2 separate regions of the Mus musculus genome follow, and region 1 is linked to region 2. A link is a contact called in public HiChIP or PLAC-seq data. All regions are on one chromosome and are shown on one strand. The core of a region is the stretch at or near the end of the contact, and the rest is flanking DNA. Distances in the headings are between cores, read along the strand shown.

The links. HiChIP or PLAC-seq counts read pairs in DNA pulled down with a chosen protein or histone mark.
Region 1: a contact with region 2 is called in an H3K4me3 HiChIP or PLAC-seq map of intestinal villus epithelium, with 7 read pairs. The contact joins the enhancer-like site here to the promoter of Kras in region 2. A contact is called at or near these places in 5 of 39 promoter capture datasets (the 3T3-L1 cell line, embryonic stem cells, hippocampal neurons and 2 more), 40 of 484 Hi-C or Micro-C datasets (3T3-L1-derived adipocytes, the AML12 cell line, B cells and 27 more), 27 of 115 datasets of contacts at active chromatin or transcription factors (the HPC-7 cell line, PVALB interneurons, the SCID.adh cell line and 20 more) and 4 of 9 other capture datasets (adipose tissue, liver, macrophages and 1 more).

The regions. Positions count from the first base shown.
Region 1 is chr6:145,322,685-145,327,894 of GRCm38.p6, reverse strand. No RefSeq gene overlaps it. Among named protein-coding and RNA genes, the nearest start is that of Gm38926, 23 kb to the left of the region's middle. Within about 2 kb of position 1,509, at least 23 of the 459 cell types and tissues checked have an H3K27ac peak or open chromatin away from gene starts, as enhancers often do. A contact at or near this core is called in cortical neurons, hippocampal neurons and intestinal villus epithelium, where this site is marked.
Region 2 is chr6:145,248,141-145,253,757 of GRCm38.p6, reverse strand. It overlaps Kras (Kirsten rat sarcoma viral oncogene homolog), which reads left to right and starts at 3,527. Exons shown (of 5, transcript NM_021284.6): 1 at 3,527-3,709. Gm15706 (predicted gene 15706) reads right to left here and starts at 3,229. Exons shown (of 2, transcript NR_045598.2): 1 at 2,969-3,229; 2 at 1,909-2,546.

The DNA of each region.
Region 1 (5,210 bases), core at 260-2,759, 76 kb before region 2:
GAATTGTGAGAGGGCAAGTAGTTCCCATCTGGAGGTGCTGTCTAGAGTCAAGGAAGGGATTGTTTCAGAAATGAGAGGCCAGGCCCAGCACTGCACACTTGCAACCTCAGTACTCAGCAGGTAGACACAGGATGATCAGAGTTCAAGGCTAGCCTTGGCTACATAGTGAGCCTGAAGTCAGCCTGGGATCCATGAGACCCTGTTTAACTTTCCAGCCTCCAAAATAGTGAGCGAGCAGCTGACTCTGGCTTTGGTCGACCAAGATGTCATTACAAGATGGCATCTATCTGAATTTGTTCATATACTTTATAACAAATAGGTACTAATGGTAAGGAGATTAAAATCAAACACATTACTGTATACTATTATATTAGCATTATGTTATATTGAGTGTTATAAAAATGTACAGATATATTTTGGTTGATATTAAGTGGTTTCCCCTGAAGTAATAACCAAGTTTCAGCATCAAACCCTGGAAAGCATGCAGTTTGACTGCTATTAATACAAAACACCTTCTCATGTTGTCTTGGATCAGGGCTTCCTGCCTCCAGTAACATGAAGAGGAGTCACATTCAGTTATCAGGGAAGTGTCAAGGGGTGGCAGTCTGGCTGACTGAACTAGAAATAACTACCTAGCACTAGAGACAGCCCCCCCCCCACACACACACACATACATTGGAAAACTACTGTGTCTACACCTCCCTCCTAGTCGGAACCCACCCGTTCAAGACAATTATACTGCTCACCTGAAAAACAGCCTGGGGTGGGGCTGGGGTATGCTGGGAGCTACATGAGCTTATAAGCACAGCCATGGTGGCAGTTTAAAATCAGTTTCTCTGTACTGTGACAAAGAAGGGATCTTTTCCATAAGCTGAGCCTGACCTGCAGAAGGGCTGTTGGGTTTTAAGGGGTATATTATTTAGCACCTTGAATACTTGTTTGTTCCAGATCCTCTGTGGGGTACAGAGCATGGCTGTGTTCTCAGGGGACCAACTCCCCTTGCCCCCTGGGACACTGCACGGATTGTCCCTGCAAGTGCTTCCCCGGAACTTAAGTGAAAATGCAGACCAGAGGCTTTAAACAACGATGTGGACTGGCTCCATCTGCCTTGAGAAGGGTGTAACCAAATAGAAAACACTACAGAGGCAAAGCTCTTGAGGAAACCCTTCACGTAGAACTGTCGGTCAAGCCGGACTTGTCAGACAAAGCAGTGGTGAAGATGGTGATGAAGAAGGTTGCATCAGTCCCTGGGGGTAGGTAGCAAACCAGCTGCCTCGTTCCTACGTTTGAGTGACTTCTGCCACTAGGGCAAGTAGGCAAGGTCTCCCATACAACAAGCACGAGAGATTTGCCTGCGTGTGTTGTAGGGGGTATTGTGGGGAAGGACAAGCCACACACTTGAACCCTATTCTACCTATGGCCTGGCTGCCCTTTGACCTATACTATGTAACTCTCTTAGACCTCCCTTTCCTAACCTTCATTTGAATACATGCATAACTAAACTTGTGTTTAGACACATATATGCATATTTCATCACAATGAACCATCTGCTTGCCTGTGTGGGTTACGTAAGAGAAGTGGGCGAGGCGCCGGTGCAGGCAGAAATTCGGTTTGATGTTTGTTTAATTGTATTTCTGTAATTCTGTCAGGAGAGAGCCTCTCCTGAATGAGCATATGGTTTAAAGAGAAAGCTGAGGGATTTGAAGATAGATGCTGGGGAAATTAATAATCAGTAGAATATTCTGGGAGACATTCTGGCAGTTATAGTAGCCATGCCTCCCTCCCCCAAGTAGAAAGGAAAGGTCAAGGTTCAGATGCCCTAAACCCCACATGCTGGTTGTCGGTCCCTGAGTTGTCTGAGGTCCTCTGGTCAAGAACAGCAGAGCTTCACCTCCCTGGAGCCTCACTCAGACCCCCAAATGCCATCTCAACCTTTCCCATGCCCCTGCTTAGCCGTGCCCATTAGCTTTGAGAAAGCAGGAGGAGGCGTTCTCTGAGAACTCAAGCAAGCAACTGACACTTTAGTTACTACAGGTTCGAATCTTAAAATAACACTAACACTAACAGGTTGTGACTGTGGGCTTATGCGGGCATCTTTGCATCATTGTTGCTCTCTGGAAACTCATCTCCACTTTAAAAAGAGTCAGCCTTGGGAGCCGGGAAGAAAGCTCAGCAAATAAATGTGCTGGCTACTTAACTGGGGTAACCTGAGTTAAATCTCTGGAGGAGGAGACAGTCAACAGCAGAGACCTAGTGCAGACTCCCTGGTTTGCTCACACTGGTTGGCTAACAAAGCTACAGGGTTTAGATGCTTTCCGGTGGAGAGCAGCCCCATCTCCGCTAAGGTGGGTGAGTTGTCCTGAGAAGCTCAGAGCTCTCTTAGGTGCTGGTCAAAGGTGACACCTCTCACTTTAGTCAGAACACCAGGTTATCGTGGTGTTAACAAAGTCCTTCTCCTAGAAGTCCCTGAAACCTTCCCTCTCCCTGCGGTATGGAGTTTATCTTGAGAGGACTAGATTTGAAGTACCCTGAGACCACATTTCTACTCCAGCACTGGATTCTTTCAGCTCACAGACCTTGAGCCGAGGTTGTTGAATGTGCCTAAAGAGAGCCAGGGAGGTGAAGGCACTTGTCACAGGCTGTGCCATTCCCTGTGGGTCTGGCTGCAGTCGCTAGCTTGTTCTCCTAAGTCCTGTGCCTAAGAAAAGGCTTCCTCATGGGCCCTAGCTCACACCGACATGTCAATTAGAACCTCAAATATACGAAGTAGCTGTTTTTAGTCATCTTGGGCAGCAACTTGAATCCTTTCTTTTTGTTGAAAATAGATATGTAGTTTTGAATATAAAAACAAGACAGTCTCAAAACTGGGAAATTTTAAAAATAAGTAAACTATAAGTGTGTGTACTCAGGATGTTTATAATATATTGTTTCTCAGGGTCCAGAAGAGAATTTCTCAAAACTGATCTGCTGCAAAGTTTGCTAGTGGGACCCAGAATATACATTTAATAAACATCACAAGTGACTTGTGACTTCATTGCTGGGTTCTTACTATGTTTTACACGTAGTGCTTGCCCTTCACCCACTAATTCTTTTTTTCTTTATTCAAATACTGCCATAGAGCTCTTGGTCCTCCAAGGGAAACACAGCTGTGCCTGCCTGCTAGCAGGAAGCAGGCTCTCTACCTGCAGTTTGTTGGCAGTCGACATTCCCCTAGAAGGACGGGTGGGGGAGGGTCATTGGCGCCACACCTGAGATTGCAGCTGCCCCTCCCTGCTGCTTGTTCGTAATCAGCCTTAATTGCACATGGTCCTTGGAAGTGCCAAAGTGTATGAGCTAGGGCAGTTCGTTTGATGAGGACCTCCAACGTGTGAGTCTAAGGGGAAGCCATTACCATGCTGGGTGAAGACCTCCCAATGGGGCTGCCCTGGGCTCATCCACACACCCAATCTTTGAAGCCTATGAAAAATCATTGGTCTTCCCTCCACCCCAAGCCATCCCCCACCTCCCCACCCCCTCATGAACCTTTGATTGTCATTGCAACACTGTGAGGAGAGGGTAGCTACTGTCTAACTCTGCCTAGGGAAGGAATGTTCAAGCAACACACAAAAGCAGTTACAATTCTGGAAATGTCTGGTTTATAGAATGATTTGCAGGTTTCTCAGAAAGAAACTTCAAGTTTCTACCAAACTGTTGTTCTTGACTGCTTTCTCTAATTAGGTGGATACAAAGTGTAAGATAAACTCAGGTCAACTAGAGAAAGCAATGTCCAATTAGCAACATAGGCCTGCTCCCACTGATTGGGGGAAGGGGGTAGTGTTCTTGGAGCCCAAACAGATGTGTAATAAGATGGCACATCTTAGCCCTCTTGTTTGAGTTTAGTTTGCATGTACCAGCTGTAGGACTTGTGAGCATGTGCCCAACTCTGGGCTCTGGGCTCTGGGCTCTGGGCTCTGGGCTCTAGGAGCAGGATTAGCAACTGGTGCTCCAGTCAGCAACAGGAGGCGAGCCTTATATTTTATAACCCCAGTCCCTGTGTGGGTTGTCAGTCCTGTGGCTTTGAAACAAAGGTGGTAAATAGTCTCTATTCAGCAGCTTCAGTGGGACAGAGTTCATTTTGGCTCAAGGTTTGAAGGGGTACAGTACCTCATGATAGGAAAGGCGTGTGGGCAGAATCACAGACCGCGGGAGGTTGGGAAGCAGCTACTCTCTCTTCGTCATTCAGTCTGGAGACCCTGCCCATGGGGTAGCGCCACCCTACTCAGGGTGGGCCTTCCCAGTTCAGCAAGACTCCTCCTCCGCAGACTCCCATAGAGCGTACCCAGAGTTGGGTCTCCTAGGAGCTGCCAGATCTCTTCAAGCAGACAGGGAAGGTGAAGAAGGGATGATTGGTAGGTTCTTGGTGGCTAGGCTTCTTCCAACAAATATCACCCCAAAGGTGGAAGAGGGATGGAGTGAGAAGATAGTTCCTGGGGAAGGGGGCTATGCATACAATCGTACAAAATAAAAAAAAAATTTACTTTCTGCAACATGTACAGGGGAGTTTTTGGATAAAGATGTGTTGCCTGGTGTGGAATTTTTAGTTTGAAGCCAAACTAACACTGTGAGATACACAGTGATATTTGTCTCAAAAAAGAAGAAGAAGAAGAAGAAGAAGAAGAAGAAGAGGAAGAGGAAGAGGAAGAGGAAGAGGAAGAGGAAGAGGAAGAGGAAGAGGAAGAGGAAGAGGAAGAGGAAGAGGAAGAAAGAAAAGAAAGAAAGGAAAGAGAGGGAGAGAGAAGAAAAGAAAAGGGAAAAGAAAAAGAAAACCAGGAAAGAGGGGGAGAAAGAAGAAAGTGTTAGGTCTTTTAATTTTCCCCCACCAATCTGAGGGCAGGCCAAGGATTGACACAAAGTCACACCCTGCAGCAGACCTCAGGAAGGAGATTTATTGAGGGAGAGGGGTTCTACAAAAGGCTGCCTCCTTTGGACAAGGGTGGAGAGACGCTGTGAAGGCACAGGCTTTCTAAAGGGCATAGCGCATGTAGGTAGGGAGAACACGAGACCAGTGGCAACAGTGGAAATGTGTCGCTTTTGGCGGCTGGTGATGACTTGGCTGCTGGCGCTGAGTTACTGGAAGCGGGCTGCAGGCAGCACCTGGTTCTGAAGATGCCCCTGTGGCCTCACCCATGAAATCTTCCCAAACCTTCCCCGTGGTCAGCACTCTAAGAAGC
Region 2 (5,617 bases), core at 2,278-4,777:
TTTCAGCTGTTTTGGGTATAGAGTGTACATTGCCCAGGATTGCCTTAGTCTCACAATCTTCCATTCAGTCACTGGGATTAAGAGGAACCTAGCTGATAGTTTTTTCCTCAGATGTCCTTATTTAGGATAAAATTTCTGGCATTTGTGGTGTAGTGTCCTAACATTTCACACCTTCTGAAGTCCCAAGACACACATGGTACTCTCGTTTTGTTGTTTGTAGCTCTTTTGTTTGTTTTTGTTCTGTTTTGTTTTTCTATCTGCAGAAGAGGATGCTCCACAAAGAAAGGGATCAGTTGACCTCAGAAGACAGGTCAAAAGGCTGTGTGCATGTGTAACTACCTTTCCGGAAGAGTCTACAAGAGCGGGCAGAAGCCCCGTTCAGCTTGCAGCAAGCCCTGAGTACCATTTATGTTTGTTATTCCTCCTCGCTTTCCTGTTGTGATCCCAGTACCTGCCTGTGTCCATGTTCTCAGGAAGTCTGTGGAAACAGGCAGACAGGTAGACTCTGTAGAACAGCTACTAGACTTGAGGAAACACCTCTCCAGACGATAGATGTAGAAAGAATGGCTGCCAAGAACTGACTATCAATGTGCTAACAAACCCAAAGATTTCTGATCTATCTCACACTAACTATATGGAATACCTGGTGTGTGTGTGGTGTGGGTGGGGGGCTAGGAATTTAAATTATGTAAGCATGGCAAATGATTCTGAAGCCATGGAAAGTGAAAACCCCCAACCCCCCACCTCCCACCTTGGACCCTGTAGTGTTAAGGAAAAAAAGGGAAGATCCTGGGGGAGGTGGCTGTTCCTGAGAGTGCCAGGACATCATCAGGATGGTGGAAAGGCCTGGCACAGCTTATGTAAGAATTGCTGTGGGAATGAAAGGAGACATCCTCTTTGAGGTGAGGCTGGAAAGCAGGGTTCATAGGACCAACAGAAGGAACTGTCCTACTTAGCTTTAATTGTCAATTTGGAACAGCCTAGAGTTGTCTGAGAGGCAAGCCTACTCTGAAGGATTACCCAGATCAGACTGGAAGTGGACATGTCTGTGGTTGTGAGAATTTCCCTGATTGTTAATTGACAAAGAAGGATCCAGTCCACCATGGGCACCATCATTCCTAAGCAGGTGGTCCTTGGCTCTACCTAGCTAAGTACTAGCCTGGGAGTGAGCCAGCAAGCAGTGTTCCTCCATGGTTTCTGCTTCAAGTTCCTGCCTGAGTTGCAGCTTTGACATCCTTCAGTGATGGTCTGTGACCTTGACGTATAAGCCAAATGAACTCCTTTCCCCCTAAGCTGCTTTTGGTCAGAGGATTTTCTTGAAGTCACAGGAAGAAACTAGAACAGTAACTCATTTTGGGAACCACGAGCCAAGATGGTAACTGAGACCCTGTGGATGGATTAGATTTCTGCTGCTGCCAGAATTTTTATAATCAGCATCGAAGTGCTCTACAGAGCACTGCAGTCCCTTTATGGTTAGCAGAGCACCAATTGCAGAGGACACTGAACTAGCAGCTGAGAGAGAGAGAGAGAGAGATGCTTATCGTGGACTTAAATTAACACAGAATAATCTGTGGTTTGGTACAAAACAATGTTCAAATAAGCAGAAATTAATTTAACAAATTCAAAGAGCTCATTATTCAGCAGACAGTTTTCTCGTCACCTAGCATGTGGCTCATCAGAAGGTGACCTTGGTGAGTGTAAAAGCCGGTTGCATAAGATGATGAAGGCAGACACTGATGGGTTTAAAGAACTCTAAGTAAGGATTTAGTCTCAGGGTTCATAAAGAGGGTGCCTGGATTGTTTATTCAGCACTTCATGTCTTCCCTGAATGTCTTACTTGTAAAAGAGGACTGTTACAGGCACTAGAATTTTAGCAGTCAACAAAACAAGTCAGAATCCTCACTCTCACAGAGTTTATTCTTTATTGGGGGAAAAGAGAAGAGTTAAGAAAATCAAGAGAGCCAGGCATAGTGTGATAAGCCTTTCATCCCAGCAGTCAGGAGGCAGAAGCAGGAGGAGTTCTATGAGTTTGATTGAGGCCAGCTTACTCTTCCATAGAGACCCTCTCAAAACAAACAAAAACCAAAGAGAATTAAAATGAAATACTAAAGCATTAAATGGTGGTGAGTGTCCTGGAGAAAACTAGGAGTAGTGTTCGGGGACTGAGGGGAGACTGCAGTCCCAAAGACGCTCTTTATGGAAGCTCTCACTTAAGAAATGAGACATTTAAACAAGGCTTAAAGCCTATGATATAGGAAGCTCTGGGCATTGGTAGTTAGGAGACAGTTTTTGAGGACAGTCTCAGAGGAAAAGGCCAACCTCCCCATTCTCGGAGCAGCCAGGAGTCAAGGTGAAACACGAAGGTAAGGTAAGGTAGCAAGTGGTCAAAGGCAGCATAGAATTTTAGAATTTTGCCTTTATGTTCTTGAACTGTGAGCCACGCGGGAGCTCAAGGCAGACTGAGATACTGAGTTAGTATCTTTCCTTCAGCTTAACAGTGTGAATGTGGCCGCCATTTCTTCCTTTCCGTAAATTTCTTCCTTCATCTGTAAAATAGTCGAGATGATGTTTAACTCGCGGGGGCGTTGTGATAATTAAATACGCTATGTGCAAAAACATTTAGCAGTTAACTTGACACAGAGTAGGCACGTTCTTTCTTTCCCTGTCTTCCTCCTGTTTCCCGGGCCTCCCACCTGGTGCTGGGAGGGAGAGGTAGGGTGCAAGAAGAGTGACATCACTTCAGAGAGCTAGTGTAACAGTTTCACGCGTGGCTGGTGATGGGGCTGTGAGGACAGACGGCGGTCGGTGGGTGGGTGGATGGGCAGTCTTTTGGGCGGGGGCCCTGGCTCTCCAGGCCTCAACTGATGGCATTTTTTAGAAGGGGCATCAGTGCGGTCTAGAGGAACGCACGCTTATTTGCCTCCCTGTTTAACTCTGCGGTGGTAACTGATGAATGAATGTCTTCTACCTGGCGTCCTGAGAAGTCTCCTCGGATCTGTCCTGTGGAGCGAGGGCACTTCCTACAAAGCGGCTCTCCATGTGGTATCCGGGCAGAAGGCCAGCCTGGTCTACACAGAGAGACCCTGTCTCAAAACAAAAAGAGGAGGTCCGGGTTGGGAGCCTGCAGGCTTCGGACAGTCCGGCCAAGGGACCGCGAGGCCAGCGGCTGGGGTCCGCCCCCGGCGGCGCCGCGCGCGCCCGGAGGAGCAGCAGCGGGGCGGGCGGCCGCGTGCGAACGAGCGGCGAGGCGGGGCTATCGGGAGCGCCAGCCCCGGGTCGGGGTCCGCGTTGGCCGACGCCCTCTCGGCACCACCCTCGCGCGCCCCCGCCCGGGCCCGTCCTGGCCGCCGCTTCCCGCCCTCGCTCTCCTGGGCTCCCAGCGCTGCGGCCGCTCCCTCCCTCCCTCCTTCCCTCCCTCCCGCGCGCGCGGCCGAGGCAGCGCGGAGCACCGAGCGCATCGATCGGCCTGCTCTGCGGCCGCCCGCCCGCCTGCCGGGCCCATCGCGCACTCCGGGCTCGATTCGGCAGGCGGCGGCCGCGGCGGCTGAGGCGGCAGCGCTGTGGCGGCGGCTGAGACGGCAGGGGAAGGCGGCGGCGGCTCGGCCCGGAGTCCCGCTCCCGCGCCATTTCGGACCCGGAGCGAGCGCGGCGCGGGCCTGAAGGCGGCGGCGGGAGCCTGAGGCGCGGCGGCTCCGCGGCGCGGAGAGAGGTAGGGCGCGGGCGGCGCTCCTGGGCCGCTGCCCGGTGCGGAGCTCGGCGCGGCCGGGCGGGGCCGCGGCGCTGAATGAAGCCGGCTCGGGGCGGCGGGCGCGGGGCGCCGAGGTCGGGCGGCCGCCGTTTCCCGGACGGGGCGGCTTTCCTTCCTCCTCCCGGCCGCGGCGGGCCCTCCGCGCTCGCCCGGCCTCCGCGCCCGGCCTCTGCTGCACCCGGCATCCGCGCCTGGCGCCCCGCGCCCGGCTCAACTTGTCGGGCGCGCGGGCTGTGCGGGGACGCCGCTTCCCCTGGCCGGGCTGCGGGGCCCCGGGGGAGGTCGCGGCGGGAGGTGCTCGGACCCGGTGGCCGGAGGGCGTCGTGGTTCTCGGAGGGGAAAGGCGTCCGCCGCGGAGTTCGCGACCGCTCCCCTCCCCCACGCCTGTAAGGGCTGTGACATTGCCGCGGCCACAAAGGAGGAGGTGGAGGTAGGGATGGTGCTGGCAGAACAGGTGGCCCACGCCCTGCGCGGAAAGCCCGCGAGCGACCCGCACGGAAGCAGAAAAGTTAATGCGGCAAGTCTGAGTGGCTTTGTGTCGTGAAAACACAGGGGGAACGAAGGGCGAGAGCCGAGGCAGGGGACTCTCCCCGAGTGGAGCGCAGGCAGCTCGGCTCACAGCGTCAAGTTTGAATCGCCTGCTGCCCTCTCCCCTCAGTCCTGCGGTTTGTCCCTTGCCCCTTCCAGACTCCAGAGTTGATTGTAGCATTCGGGCCGACCTCTGAAATCCCCCTAGGCCCATGTAGTAGCTCAAGTCCTGAGCCAGCCCCGTTAAAGCAAGGTGATCATCAAGGCAAGGACTTAAAAGCAGAATGGCATGCTGTGTTTGTCGTAGAGGAATCATCTGAGAGGAAATGTTGAACAAGTCTGCTCATAATAATCACTTCGAAATTGCCACCAAATGACCAGTGTCACTCTTCCACCGAGGGCCTGATTGCTGACCCCTCATGTGATAGACAATAGACATCAGATACGCTAGGTATCCATATATTTAATTTGAAACTGTAGCTATTCACAAGCATCCTTGGTTTTAAGAGATGGCGGATAGTAATTTAATTTTTCCACTTTGGTTGGAATTGAGCCCCTTTATTACCTTTTGTAACTGGGGGTGGGGGTGGGTGGGTGGGGGAACCTTTCAGGCTTAAGGTTTTTCTTGAGTAAGACTTCTTTTTTTTCTAGTGGACTTAATTAAATATTACTAAGTTTTAAAAACCCGACAATAAATTTTATTCAGCAAAAGCTACGGTGTAAATGATTCAATATCTGTCCACAGTATACCCTAAATTAGCCAACATTTTAGTCTGTGGGACCCCTTTGCACCTATAAACAAATTATTGAGGGTCTCAGAAATCCTTGAAGGGGGGGAACATGCCAATATTTACTATATTAGAAGTAACACATTTTTTCAGTTTATTTAGAACTAGGAATAAAGTGCCTGTTGGTAACATGAATTCATTTTTTAATGAAAAAATAATAAATTTTCTAGAACAAAGAATTAGAGTAGCTTTGTTTTACACATTAACAATCTGTTTAATTGTGCTTCATAGGACATAACAGTATTCTTTCATATCTACATCTCATATCTGCATCTGCATTCTCTTTGTTGTGATTACAGGGCCTAGAGAACCAACTGTCCTTGTAATAGTAAGAAGGCTAAAAAACAATTGCTGTAAAAACGGTTCTAACCTCCTAATCCTGTTCCCTACCACACAAAGTTTTAGGGACCCAAAATTGCTCCTGTACGCTAGCCACACTGTTTGCGGGAGGGAGAGGCAAAGGTCGCATTTCCATGTGATTTCTTTTCATCTATCCCATTTGCCATGGTCTACATTTGTTACAAAACTTGAAGGCAAACAGGTAAGTTAGGTT